Regions from separate parts of the Zea mays genome. Here all the other regions are linked to region 1. The links are chromatin contacts, called in public Hi-C maps. All regions are on one chromosome and are shown on one strand. The core of a region is the stretch at or near the end of the contact, and the rest is flanking DNA. Distances in the headings are between cores, read along the strand shown. Region 1 holds the start of LOC103633620 (la-related protein 1B). Region 2 holds the start of LOC100273959 (trafficking protein particle complex subunit 2-like protein). Region 3 holds the start of LOC103633615 (aspartyl protease family protein 1).

Region 1 (4,401 bases), core at 1,864-4,363:
GGATTTTGACCGATAAATAGTCTCCACCAAAAACCAAATAATATGGTGCAGGGGCCTTCTTCCTACGAAGGTTCTCAAAACATTTACCCTGTGACAGTTTTTTATCTTGTTTCATGTGTTGCAGAACTAATGCCGAAGGTGGCCCTGAGGCAGAGTTGTTAATGTGCATATTCCCGAAGGAGAAAGCTTCAAGCAGATACCTCATCTTCATAAATGATGAAGCAAGGAAGCACCATAGAGCGCCATCGGAACTTGATTTACGAGTTGAAAAAGGAAAAGACAACTTCACCCTTAGCATGTAAAGTAGACTGAATGTATAGGCCTAGGGTCACAATTGTATTTTCGCCAAAGTTGTACCCCGTGACTATAAATAGATGAACAATGCCCTTTACAAATTCACCTTTCGGAGGACCAAAAGTTTCATTTCGCTTGACTTTCAAGATGCCTTCGAGCTATCTTATGCAGAGAAGACAAATGTATATTTTTTATCCTATGTAATACGAAAGAAGACAATATATAATGCTAAAGCTCACAAGATGAGTTCCATATTTTGTTTCTCACCATTATTATCAATGGTGCTTTATTTGCATTTCCTTTTGAAGACCTTCGTACTCAAGCTAACACTTCAATGAAGTGATAACTTAAGGACGAAAGTCCAAATGTTTTAACATTATGTTGCCTTGTTTTTTATGTCATATAACAATTGAAAACAAGATCACAATATTAGCGCCCACCTCTGGTGAACTCACTTTCACGACCACTGCAAGCTTCGTCATTTCATTAAATGAAAACCATGGCAAGTGTCGACGCTTCATCAACAAGTTTGAAAAAGATTGTCCTCCCGATCACGGGATGCTCAAGTTTTGAACCAGCTAACAAAATGCATAAGAAAGAAGCTCAACGAAGGGTACAACATGTGGGGGGTTCAAGGACACTTCATCAAATCTAACTGGTCCCATATTCTGATTACCTTCTCTCAAGAGGACCTTCAGCTGATGAATTACCCACATAATGATGCAATGGTTATATCGTGTATCATTAAAGGATTCTTAGTCCACAATGTGCTAGTGGATACCGGAAGTGCAATAGATATTATTTTTTCTAAAGCCTTCGAAGAAATGCAATAACCAGATGACGAGATACAAGATGCAGTACTTCCTCTGTGTGGCTTTGGAGGAAAGCATATAACAGCATTCGGTAAAATACTAATGGCAATTACATTCAGCCATATTCATAACACAAGAACTGAGGAAGTTGTGTTCGACATAGTTGGCATGGAGTATCCCGATAATGCAACTGTTGGAAGAGGGACAATGAATGCCTTTAAAGTCGTGCTACATTCAACATACCTTTACAGGATAATCCATCCAATCAAGGCCCAATTTCCATATTTGGAAGTCAAGAATCTACAGGAAAAGTCGAAGGAAACTTGACAGACTCCAAGGTCATTCACAACATAGATGAAGCCGAAGCCCAAAATCAACAGAAGCACATAAGGGACAAGGCAACTTCGGCGGATCAGCCAAGGCTATACTTCTTTGTGAAGATATAGCCGATCAGAAATCACTCTTTGGAACACAATTATCAGAAGAGCAAGAAAAAAGCTTAAAAGTTCTTGTTCAACAATAGAGACGTATTTGCTTGCTCAACTGATGATTTACGTGGAGTAAATAGAAACATCATTGAGCACTCTCTCAACGTGGATCCTTCAACCAGACCAAGAAAGCAAAAACTGAGAAAAATGTCAAAAGACAAAGCTGAAGGAGCAAGAGCAGAAGTCAAAAGGCTTCTAAGTGTTGGGGTAATCAGGAAAGTTACTTACCTAGAATGGCTTGCCAATAATGTAATTAGATCTGATCATGGGTCACCCGACCCGACCAACCCAACCCGCTCAAAAAAAGACTTGGTCTGGCTCGATCCAACCAATGCAACAGACGGGTATGGATTATAATTTTTGACCCACAATAATTCATGGGCCATAATTTTTATCCAAAACCCGACCCAACAAAAAAAAAACTCGACCCAAAGCCAACAAATCCGACCCAACCCAAAAAAAACTTAACTCGACACGTCAAACAGGGAGGCACGGGCCAACCTGACCTAACATTAGACACGAGTGAGGTACGGGTCGTATTAAATGACCCCCCGATGTTTGCACAGGTCTACCTGTAATGGTGAAAAAAACAAATGAGAAGTGTAGAATGTGCATTTACCTCACGGATCTCGATAAAGCATGTTATTTCCTCTACTACAGATAGATTCACTTGTTGATGTCGCCTCTACTTTAGAGCTTATGAGACTACTAGACTGTTATCCAGAGTAGCATTAGACATCGATTAAAAAAAAAGATGGACAAAAAACAAGCTTCATCGCTTGATCATTTCAAGTGGTACATAATGTTATTCCAATGCCTGAGTGTCTGAAGAATGCTGGGGAAGCCGGAGCCTGACATACTGGGAAAACGGCTCGAGAGGGAGTTGGGGTGAAGGCGAACGCGGTTAGGGCCTCACCGAGGGGGTCGGGGTAGCGGAGGAGGTCGACGACGAGCGGTGGCGGCGCAATGAACTCCGGCGGGGTCGGGGTACCACGCCTAGAGGACCGTAAAGAGCTCGGAGATGATCGGGGAAGCAGCAGCGAGCTCCGGGGAGCACGATGGCACCCTTGGCGCGAACGGTGGTGCGACGGCGACAACGAGCGCTGACAGAGAGCAGCGAGGCACGGGAGGGGGCGCTGGTGCTCGGAATCGATGGCGGGGGTTCGAGTGGTACTGATAGAGGCGAGGCCGGGGCGAATCGGGCTCCAAATCGGTGGGGATCGACTCCGACCAATTTCCGTAAACGACGGAGAAAAAAAGGAAAGAAATACTCAGCGAGGGGAAGGGGAGTTGGTCGAGATCGTGGGGAAAAGAAGGGTGTCTCGGCGTGCTCCACTTGTGGCAAGGAATCAAACGAGGCAGCTCGACGTGGTGGCACGCACGGTGAGATCCTGGTGCAGGCGCGGGCGTGAAGAAGAAGAACGGAAGGGCTGTCGCGCGGGGCCCGACTATAAAAGAGAGAGGGGGAAAGGATGGGCACAATTGTCAGATAACTCCAGAAATTCCGCCGGAATTTGGTAACGGCAACTCGTCCGTTCGATCTCTCGCTGTGGTGGATACAGAATCCAAAGTTGCAGTCTAACTGCACGCAAATATGGAAGGAATCCGCCATCGTCGTCGTAATTTCCCACAAATACCCCCCCCGCTACTTCTGCTAATTACGCACCTAACCTCCCACCGCCGCCACACCGAGCCTCCTCTCCGGCCCCCGCCTTCCCAGTCCCCTCATCTCTCGTCTCTCCTCCTGCCTCCTCGTCCTCGCCTTCCCATTCCCCCGCCCCAAACCCCCAGCTCGATTCCCAGTCGTCTCGCCCCGTGATGTCGCCGGCTGCTGGTGGCCCCGCGCCCGCGCCAGCGCCAGCGCAATCAGCGGCCGCCGTTCCGCAGGCGATCGCGGTACCGCCGGAGTCCGGCCGTTCGGCGCCCGAGGCGTCCCGCAGGGATCCACCGGCCCACCCCGAGGGGGCCGATCCCACCAATGCGGCGGCAAGGAAGACAACGTGGAGCGTGCTGGCGCAGACCCCCGCCGCCGCGGCGGAGGCGACCCCAGAGGGCGGCGGCATCATCGGCGGGGACGCCTCGTGGCCGGCGCTCGTGGAGTCGACGCGCGCGTGCCCCAAGTCGGGCTCGTCCGACTCCCTCAATGCCCTCTCCGATGTTTCCGGCCCGCCTCCGCAGGTACTGAATCTCGCGATTTTTCCGATGCGCGTACATCTCTTGCGTTTCGGCGGTCCTGTTAAAATCAAAGTTTCCTATGAGTTTGATGAATCTGCTGATGCAATTAAATCAGGAGGATACAATTGCTGCTTCATCGGTACTTCCACATCCAGTTGTGGGGGCTAATCCGATTCCCACTGCCCAAAACCCTACCTCCATACCTCCTCGCACGCCTGCGGCTTCCTCTCAGCAGAACGGTGCCACAACCCAGACATTTCCAGTTCGGCGCAGTGGCAACCGTGGAAATGGTAGCAATGGTGGCGTCAGGGCTGCCAATAGTAGCGGAGGTGACGGGAGCAGCGGCAGTGGTGGTGATGGTAACTGGAATGATGGAAGCCTTGGTACTGACAGCGGTTGCAACAGCAGCAATGGCGATGGTCCCATCAATTTGGATGATAATGTCCCTGGCACTCGTTGTGCCCGTGGGAATGACAATGACAGCAGCAGAAATCCTTCTGGCAATGGCCACTGGAACCACAACATACGAGGTGGTGGTGGTGGTGGTGATGGGAACAATAGAAATAGCAGTGGTAGCAGCAACCACTGGAATAATAATCCCCGAAATAGTAGTAGTAGCAATGGCGTTGGAG
Region 2 (4,590 bases), core at 1,734-4,233, 160 kb before region 1:
GCAGCCCCGCAACAGGACGATGGAGCTCGTGGCGTCAAGTGGCGGCGCGTTCGCGCTCGCTGTCGTCTGCAACAAGGCACTATTCCCCGTGAGGGTCCCCATCACCATCGCGCTCACGCCGCCCGTCGCCAGGGCCCTAAGCCGCTGGAGGCTCGTCAAGAGCTGATCTGTGAGTCCGTTTGCCGCTTCGGATTGCCCTCTGCTATTTTAGTTTCAGAGTCAAACTTTGATGCAACCTTCAACTTCAATATGCTGTTGGATGATGTGGGCTTATTCATAATTTGTGTGAGGTTTCGTTGATTAAATGGTGTGACATTGTAATTTGCTGTGTATCATGTATGTCATTGTGAGGTCGGATTTACCCTGAGAAACGTGAAATTGGAGAAGAAACATCAATAGTATTAAATATAGTCTAATTACAAAGCTAATTACATAGATGAAGACTAAACAACGAGACAAATTCATTAAACATAATTAATCTATGATTAGCAAATATTTATTATAGCACCGCATGGACTAATCAGTCTTAATATGTTCGTCTTGCTGTTCAGTCTTCATCTATATAATTAGTTTTGTAATTAAACTATATTTAATACTCATAATTGATATTTAAACATCCAATGTGTCATGAACTAAACTTTAGGCTCATAAAAACACTCTATTAGATCCGTTTGGATCCAAGGGACTAAATTTTAGTCCTGTCACATCAGATGTTTGATTATTTGAATACTAGTTATAAGTATTAAATATAGTCTAATTACAAAACTAATTACACAGATAAGGACTAAACAGTAAGACGAGTCTATTAGATCTAACTAGTCCATGATTTGCACATGTGATGCTACAATAAACATTTGCTAATCATGGATTAATTAGGCTTAATAAATGTAGTTTTCATCTATGTAATTAGTTTTGTGATTAGACTATATTTAATACTCGTAATTGACATTTAAACACCCAATATGACACGGACTAAACTTTTAGTTAGTTGAACCAAACATAGTCAAATCCTTGTTCACAAACCGTGGTCAGTGCCCAATGAATTTGTTTGTGCTAAAGTTGTGGGCTTACAAGTTTTGAACACCTGTATTGGCCATAGGGCCTGTTTGTTTCGGTTTATGGCCAAATTTTGGCTGTTAAACGCTTCGTTTCTCAGTCCGCTTCTGTGAAAATTGCTCAAATTAACGTGAATACATCATGGTTATCAAAAAGTTGCTTAAGCACCTTTTAAACGCCTTTTAAGCGCCAAAACACTCTAAGTGCCTAAAGCGCTAGAACGTTTCACGAACAGCGTAAAACACTCGTTTTAGGCGCTACAACACTAATTTTAAGCGCTAGTTTTAGACGTTTAAACGCTATGGGCCGTGAAAAGTGACACTTTAACACTTTAGGGAGGTCCAGCTCCACCCCCAGCCCACGAGAGAATCATCGTGCACCCTAAAATGAGCCTGCCAGGGGTCATCCACCATCCGCTCGCCGCCCCTGCGCCTGTGATCTACCGCGGCAAGGAAGGGAGATTGAAATGTTGGTTACTAATATTCATGATTTGGATGATGGTTCCTGAGAGATCATGATGGAAGGGAGATTGAGAGTGATGCTTGTGTCATTGTGGTTGTGGGCATGTCGTTTTAGTTGATTGTGTGCATGTGGTTGTTAGATGTCATTTTAGAAGTTGCCGTTTTAGTTGATTGTGTGCTTGTGATTATGGATATGTCATCTTAGAACTTGTTTTATGGGAGATTGGTATTTCCCTTGATATTATTATGTGAGCTTATGTTATGTTGACATTTTGGTCATGTTTAAAAAGACGTTTTAAAGCTTACTTAAATGTTTTAAAGTAAAAAAGCAATCATGATTGCTTCAACGTTTTATCGCTTTAATAACCATGGAATACAGAATCCATCGAGTCATCGCGATGGTAGGAATCTGCTGTTTCCTAAACCGTGTAGACCCCGCTCCCATATTCCTTCGCTCGCAAGTTCCGCGATATTCAGATTCTGATGACAATTGGATTACACATGAACCTAGATTCTCAAAAAAGCTCTTCAGGAAAAAGCTGCCTCAAACAGGCCTATAGGGTGGTAACTGTAACTGGGTAATGTTTATCCATATCATTGTTCGAGCTTTCTTGTAACCTTGTTGCTATGCAACAGGTTAGTTTTCTAGTTTGACATAGGGTTCCTACTTTTTAAGAGTGAAACTTGTTTGGAAAGCTATGTATGCAGAAAATTGAATTTTATTGCCCTATTAATTGTTTGGGTACACTTAAAGGATAATTCTATTCTATGCTTACATGTAGGATCTCTATATTTTGGTCAATAAATATGCTGCTTAGCATATCGTATCAAGTGCAGTAGCAGAGCCAGAACTGATTTCATTTACCCATGTCATGTTAATCATTAAATCACATCTTAAATTTGTTTGATATGAAAATTCAGCTTGAACACAAATGCGCACAGGATATAAAAAGCTCCTTACAATACTAACCTCACTTGTGTACATGATCTTCAGGTGTTTTTTTCGTCACAACTGCTCTGGGATATAGGGTGCATCCACATCCAGGAAATCCAGAGAGAAAATTCGCCGCGGTTTGTTTTTTGTGGTCATGGATGAAAGCTGAAATCCCTGGAGCGAAGTCTCATGTTGAACTCCCCTTTGTTCATCAGTGAGGTGTGAATCCCTGGCAGAACGCCCTGCTGATTTTGTAACATGAACACAATGGCTTGGGGACAAAATAAGAACTGCGATCGAATGATTGATACAAGAAGCTACGTCTACACTCGCTTTATGTGACTTTGCCTGTTTCTCTGATCGAGTGTGTGAAATCTATGTACTGTTCTCACTTCTGAGTGAATTTATAAATGATCAAAGAGCTGAATATAATCTTTCTTCTTGAGACATTCGATTATGCACACGCTTTCGATACGGTATGAATCAAGATTCGTGCGTTGAGAAAGGGTTCTCCTGACCGTCCGATCGGTCCTTGGCATATGATGGCGTGCCTCTTGTCGTCATCGCCCATTCGCCCACACGAGCCTACCCAAAGAGCCCAGAGCCCGGGAGGTTACTTCGCTGCCTGAGGAGTCCCCGGCACCGGAGGTCTTGCTACCGGCTGGCGGCTTCTTCTTCCGTTCCTCCCCAAGTCCTCTTCCCGGAGGAATCATGATCGTCTGCGTCGCCGTTGTCGGCCACCAGGTCAGGACCCTCACCGCCCCACTCGGCCCTCGCGTCCGATCGTGCAGATCTGGCCTGATGCGATCTCGTCGTGAGCTTTTCCGTCGGTGCTGCAGAACAATCCGCTGTACCTGCAGAGCTTCACGGAGGCGGACGACGCCCTCAAGCTCCACCACATCGTCCACTGCTCTCTCGACGTCATCGACGAGCGAGGTAGCTAAGCGTCTCACCCGCCGCCGCCGCTGAGGACCATCGTGATCCAGATCTAGACGTCCTTCTTTTTAGCCCGGCTGTGAATAGCTGGGAGCTCTAGTTAGTTTATATCTGTTCAAATCTCTAGTTTGCAGTCATTTGAGAAACGGAGGAGATCATGTTCGTTAAATTGTGTGCTTGTTGCTCTGGAGTTAAATTAAAACTGAAATTTAGAAGCTGCATCACCAGTTTCAGGTCAGAAGAATCAAAATCTACTCTTCCAATTATATGGGGCCTGGCATTTGCCTGCCAGGCCTCCAACCAAAACAGGCCCTTAGTTACTGGAATGAGCATTAAAACTTGAGAATCGATCCAACTTGTACAAAAGGGGGCAAATTCAAATCATGTGGCATATGCGGACAAGAGCAGACCTGCCTTGTGAGGGCTTGGATATGCATAGAAGCTTAGTGGTTCTAGATGATTATTATGGACAAATGCAATGGTTGATTCAATCTTATTAGTGTAGTTTTAACCCAGTGATTTATTGGCATACAGAAATATCAATCTCCTTTTTCTCAGTGCTGTTAGGCTATTGCTTTTTTTTTTCATCTGAGAGACATTCTGTCGTTTTCTTATCTGCCTCAACATTCGTTCTGTTGACAGTGAGCAATCCTAAGAGGAGTGCACCTACATTGAATGAGACATTTTTGGGTCTTCTATACCCAACTGAGAACTACAAAGTGTAAGTCTCTTCCAGTTTTTTAGTTATTTGCTTAATTTGCCTGATGGCATATGCCTCCATTAGTTACAGAAGTTTCAAAAATATATTGTTTATATTTTCAAAAAAAAATCTACTTGAATGATTCACAAATGCGTTAAAACAATGACTACCAACTAAATATTTATGTGTTCCCTTGTCGCCAACTAAAGGGGTGTTTGAATGCACTATAGCTGATAGAACTAATAATTATATGTTAAAATTAGCTGAATACATCCAAACACTCTAGCTACTTTTAGCAAATTAGCTAATAGTTAGCTAGCTAATTCTACTAGCAAGTTTCAAAAATATATTGTTTGAATGCACTAGCTAATTCTATTTAGCCAACTAACTAATAGCTCTAGTGCATTCAAACACCCCCTAAATGTTCCTGTTAATAGCACTGCAATTCTTTTTGGCTCCCAATCGCTAGGAAATCGTTTAGTTATTATGATCTATCATGTGCA
Region 3 (4,227 bases), core at 202-2,701, 220 kb before region 1:
CTAAATGTATAGTACATCCGACCGATAGGCCAAAGCTCGTTGATGTAGCTGAGCTATCGAAAAGAACTGGGTGCCATCCAATTTATCTCTCAAGTAGGATAGCAACTCATTAAAGGCCAGCCCAGCTAGCTCTTTGTCCGCGACATGGATTTCAAAGCGTCGGTTTCTAGTGTCCCGGAACCTCCGGATATAACCGTTAACCAACTCTTCGCATCCTTGTAGGACTGAGGCCAAATCAACCAACCCTAATTCATATTCACCAGAAAAGAAATGCTCATAAAACTTACTTTTCAAATCATTCCAGGAATTAATGGAATTAGGAGGCTGGATGACTTACCATGCAAAAGCGGTACCAATAAAGGATAAAAAAAATAAACGAACACGAAAGACTTCCCCATCAGCCAAATCGCCTAGGTGTGCTAGTAACTGGCCAGTGTTGCGAATCCCCATTTGTTGACGACGTATTAGACATAGACATCTTATTACCATTTTCAAATAATGGAAAATTAGGAGCAACGGATTTCTCCAACGAACGTGTTAATTTTCTAATTGATTCTTCTAACCATCCAATCTATTTTTTCATTTGATTCTGCTGCTGATCTACATACTGTTTAGTAGATTGGATGTCGTCGGGTTTACTTACGTTGATGATTTGAAGCGAAGATACAAGAGATGCGACATCAGTCTCTCCATGTTCGACAACCTTCTGGTGGCGATCCACCGTGTATTGTGAGAAGAATTTCTCCTTCGCTTGACGCATGTAGGGCATGTTTGGTTCCTTACCTCAATTGCCACACTTTGCCTAACTTTTTTGTCTAAGGTTAGTTATTCAATTTGGATGACTAACCTTAGGCAAAGTGTGGCACATTTAGCCACAAACCAAACATGCATGTAGTCTTTGTATTGTTGTTGCCCATCGACCGTCATGCTTTCAACAACCGGCTTGTAGACATAGATCTCGACTCTCGGGAGGGACCCCGTCGGGGCGTAGAGATCCTAGTGTGTATTGGCGTCGTCAAGCCACCCAAGACGCTTCTAGTCAACATAGAGCTGAAAAGAGGTGAAGATTTGAGTAGAGGGAGGCTAAACTAAGGCTACTCCTAATGCATAAGGGTAAAAACGATAAGTAGAGTTATTAGATCGACTATGGAGGTTGCTAATAAATCACGCTATAAATTCAGAATTCTAATTGATTTTGTGTAGGGTCGAACCATTTATATCGCCACCACGGACCGTCCGGTGGTCCATCACCATGAAAGAAGTCTAGGCTCACGACGCGGATTCCAATCCAGCGTAACTTGGATTGGGCCAGGTTAAGCACGCATGACGTCCTGTCAACGGAACGGCTGTAGAAGCTAGATTGAACAAGAGTCAAAAACGCAGGCGGCAGCCGCCTCAACCCCCGGCAGTGACGATGACGATGTCACGTCGCAGGTGCAACCCAGATTGATTGAACACGTAATATATTATATATATAGCAGGCCGATCTGACTTTAATATATCCATCCTATGTAAGAAAATGGAAAGAAAAGAAAAACCCATCGCGGTCATTCAGCCACCACCACGGGTGTGTGTCATGTCATGATGAAAACTCAAATTTGATGAAAAAACACAAGGCAAGATCTTTTTTCAAGGCAAAATCGAAATCACACAGACAGACAAAAGAAAAGGCGACAGGCGGCAGGGAGTCCAAAGCGAAACTTCCAGCGCACTGACGCGTGACGTCTGACCCCGACGGGGCCCTCAACCTTCCCTCTCTCTCTCTGCTCCGTGGGCCCCACCACCCACCCTTCCCGCGGAAACCCACCTCGCAGTCGCAGCACTCGGAGGCGGCAGGTAGGCAGGTTGGGTTTCCTCCTTCCTCCTTCCATCCTCTCCTCCCCCTCTGGATAAATAGCAGGCCGCGGACACAGCCGAGACCTTTCCATTTCCAGAGTTCCAAGGCTTCCCTTTTACCCCTTCGCTTCCCATGGCGCCGTGGGTGTGGGTGGCGTTGCAGGCGGCCGCCGTGGCTGCGTCCGCGGCGGAGGCGCTGAGCCTGGACGTCCACCACCGCTACTCGGCCACCGTGCGGGAGTGGGCGGGGCACCGCGCGCCGCCAGCCGGGACGGCGGAGTACTACGCGGCGCTCGCCGGGCACGACCTCCGCCGGCGCTCGCTGGCGGGAGGGGGGGAGGTGGCCTTCGCCGACGGCAACGACACGTACCGGCTCAACGAACTGGGATTGTGAGAGCCACTACTACTCTGCTCAGACTCGCTCGCTTGCCGTCCTCGTCAATCTATAATCCTCTCAGTTGGCTTGGCTTGGGATCGGGGAGAGGGATGGAATCATTAGCATGCTGCTCTGCTGTTCCTTTTGGCTTTTTGGGGGGCTAACCGGCTAAAGAAGCCTAAAGCGGGCGGTGGTTGCGCAGCTTGCATTACGCGGTGGTGGCGCTGGGGACGCCGAACGTGACGTTCCTGGTGGCGCTGGACACCGGCAGCGACCTCTTCTGGGTGCCCTGCGACTGCATCAACTGCGCGCCACTAGTCTCACCCAACTACAGGGTACTACCACCAAACCAAATTGTCTGTAATCCATGGACTGTACTACCACCAAATTTTCATTGTGTAAATTTGCACAGGATCTCAAGTTCGACACTTACAGCCCTCAGAAGTCGAGCACTAGCCGAAAGGTCCCATGCAGCAGCAATTTGTGCGATGAACAGAGTGCATGCCGGTCAGCAAGCAGCAGCTGCCCCTACAGCATCCAATACCTGTCTGATAACACATCATCCACCGGTGTGCTGGTTGAGGATGTCCTGTACCTGGTCACGGAGTATGGGCGGCAACCCAAAATCGTTACGGCCCCCATAACGTTCGGCTGTGGACGGACTCAGACGGGTTCATTTCTGGGCACTGCTGCACCCAATGGTCTACTTGGCCTGGGCATGGACACCATATCGGTCCCCAGTTTGCTAGCAAGTCAGGGAGTTGCTGCTGCCAATTCCTTCTCCATGTGCTTCGCACAAGATGGCCATGGTAGAATCAATTTTGGGGACACTGGAAGCTCAGATCAGCAGGAAACCCCGTTAAACATGTATAAACAAAAGTAAGTACGTACGTACGTGTTCCCTTTCTTCTCGTCGTCAACCTCATATGTACGTTCTTCCATCTGCAGTCCATACTACAACATAAGCATCACTGGTGCTACGGTGGGGAGTAAATCCATTCACACCAAGTTCAACGCTATTGTTGACTCTGGCACCTCTTTCACAGCTCTGTCTGATCCGATGTACACTCAAATCACTAGCAGCGTAAGTGTGCAAAAGGATTTATAAATGATCTCTCGCTCTGCTTTTCTTCTTACACATGTTCATTCTTTTGATCAGTTCAACTCACAAGTCCAGGATAAGCCAAGCCAGCTTGACTCTTCTCTGCCCTTTGAATTTTGCTACTCTATAAGGTATCTTCATCTATTAACTAACAGCCTCTCATAGTTATATCTACACTTACTGTATGCTGTACCCAATGGATTCGTTGCTGCACACTCCAGTCCAAAGGCTTCTACCAATCCTCCGAACATAAGCTTCACGGCGGAAGGTGGAAGCGTGTTTCCTGTCAATGATCCAATAATTACCATTACGGACTCTGTATCTGTAAGATACAACTGTCACTCTATGCTATTTGGTTATATCGCTATCCATGTACATGATTTTGTTAATTTGCAACTACCTCTCTCTCTCTATCTCTCTCAGAATCCGATGGCATATTGCTTGGCTGTTATGAAGAGCGAAGGTGTTAACTTAATAGGGGGTAAGCGCCTTCTGCATTCAAACTCTTCAACCTTCTGTTTCAACTAAACTCTTCAACATTCGTACCTTGGCTGGTCATTTTATATGCAGAGAATTTTATGTCTGGGCTGAAGGTCGTGTTTGATCGAGAGAGGAAGGTCTTGGGCTGGAAAAACTTTGATTGTAAGCACCATCATATCCATCTAGACGTTTTTTTACAGATTAAATTTACAAGAGCTTCAAACTAGAGCAATGCCGTTACATGTTGTGGCTGCTGACATGCCATGCCAGGTTACAGTGTGGGCAACTCAAGAAGCAACCTTCCAGTGAACCCAAATCCTTCTGGTGTTCCCCCTAAACCTGCCTTGGGACCTAACAGCTACACTCCTGAAGCTACCAAGGGCGCCTCGCCCAATGGCACCCAAGTCAATGTCTTGCAGCCTTCTGCAAGTTT

The links. A called contact is a pair of places that touch in the nucleus more often than the background predicts.
Region 2: a Hi-C map of leaf shows a contact between it and region 1, with 2.4 times the contacts expected there. The contact joins the promoter of LOC100273959 here to the promoter of LOC103633620 in region 1. A contact is called at or near these places in 4 of 25 Hi-C or Micro-C datasets (ear and leaf) and 1 of 3 datasets of contacts at active chromatin or transcription factors (seedling).
Region 3: a Hi-C map of ear shows a contact between it and region 1, with 2.9 times the contacts expected there. The contact joins the promoter of LOC103633615 here to the promoter of LOC103633620 in region 1. A contact is called at or near these places in 4 of 25 Hi-C or Micro-C datasets (ear, endosperm, leaf and 1 more).

What each region holds. Positions count from the first base shown.
Region 1 is chr7:184,490,107-184,494,507 of Zm-B73-REFERENCE-NAM-5.0, forward strand. LOC103633620 (la-related protein 1B) reads left to right here and starts at 3,114. Exons shown (of 7, transcript XM_020541135.3): 1 at 3,114-3,772; 2 at 3,885-4,401. The coding sequence starts at 3,413. It overlaps LOC103633619 (a long non-coding RNA gene), which reads right to left and starts at 3,023. Exons shown (of 2, transcript XR_556595.3): 1 at 2,511-3,023; 2 at 1,588-2,166.
Region 2 is chr7:184,330,877-184,335,466 of Zm-B73-REFERENCE-NAM-5.0, forward strand. It overlaps LOC100273959 (trafficking protein particle complex subunit 2-like protein), which reads left to right and starts at 2,984. Exons shown (of 5, transcript XM_008655336.4): 1 at 2,984-3,195; 2 at 3,312-3,387; 3 at 4,030-4,108. The coding sequence starts at 3,163. LOC100276799 reads left to right here. Exons shown (of 2, transcript NM_001150509.1): 1 at 1-169; 2 at 2,512-2,784. The coding sequence ends at 166.
Region 3 is chr7:184,273,899-184,278,125 of Zm-B73-REFERENCE-NAM-5.0, forward strand. LOC103633615 (aspartyl protease family protein 1) reads left to right here and starts at 1,452. Exons shown (of 9, transcript XM_008655333.4): 1 at 1,452-2,226; 2 at 2,415-2,547; 3 at 2,625-3,091; 4 at 3,161-3,296; 5 at 3,372-3,445; 6 at 3,536-3,638; 7 at 3,738-3,795; 8 at 3,885-3,956; 9 at 4,065-4,227. The coding sequence starts at 1,970.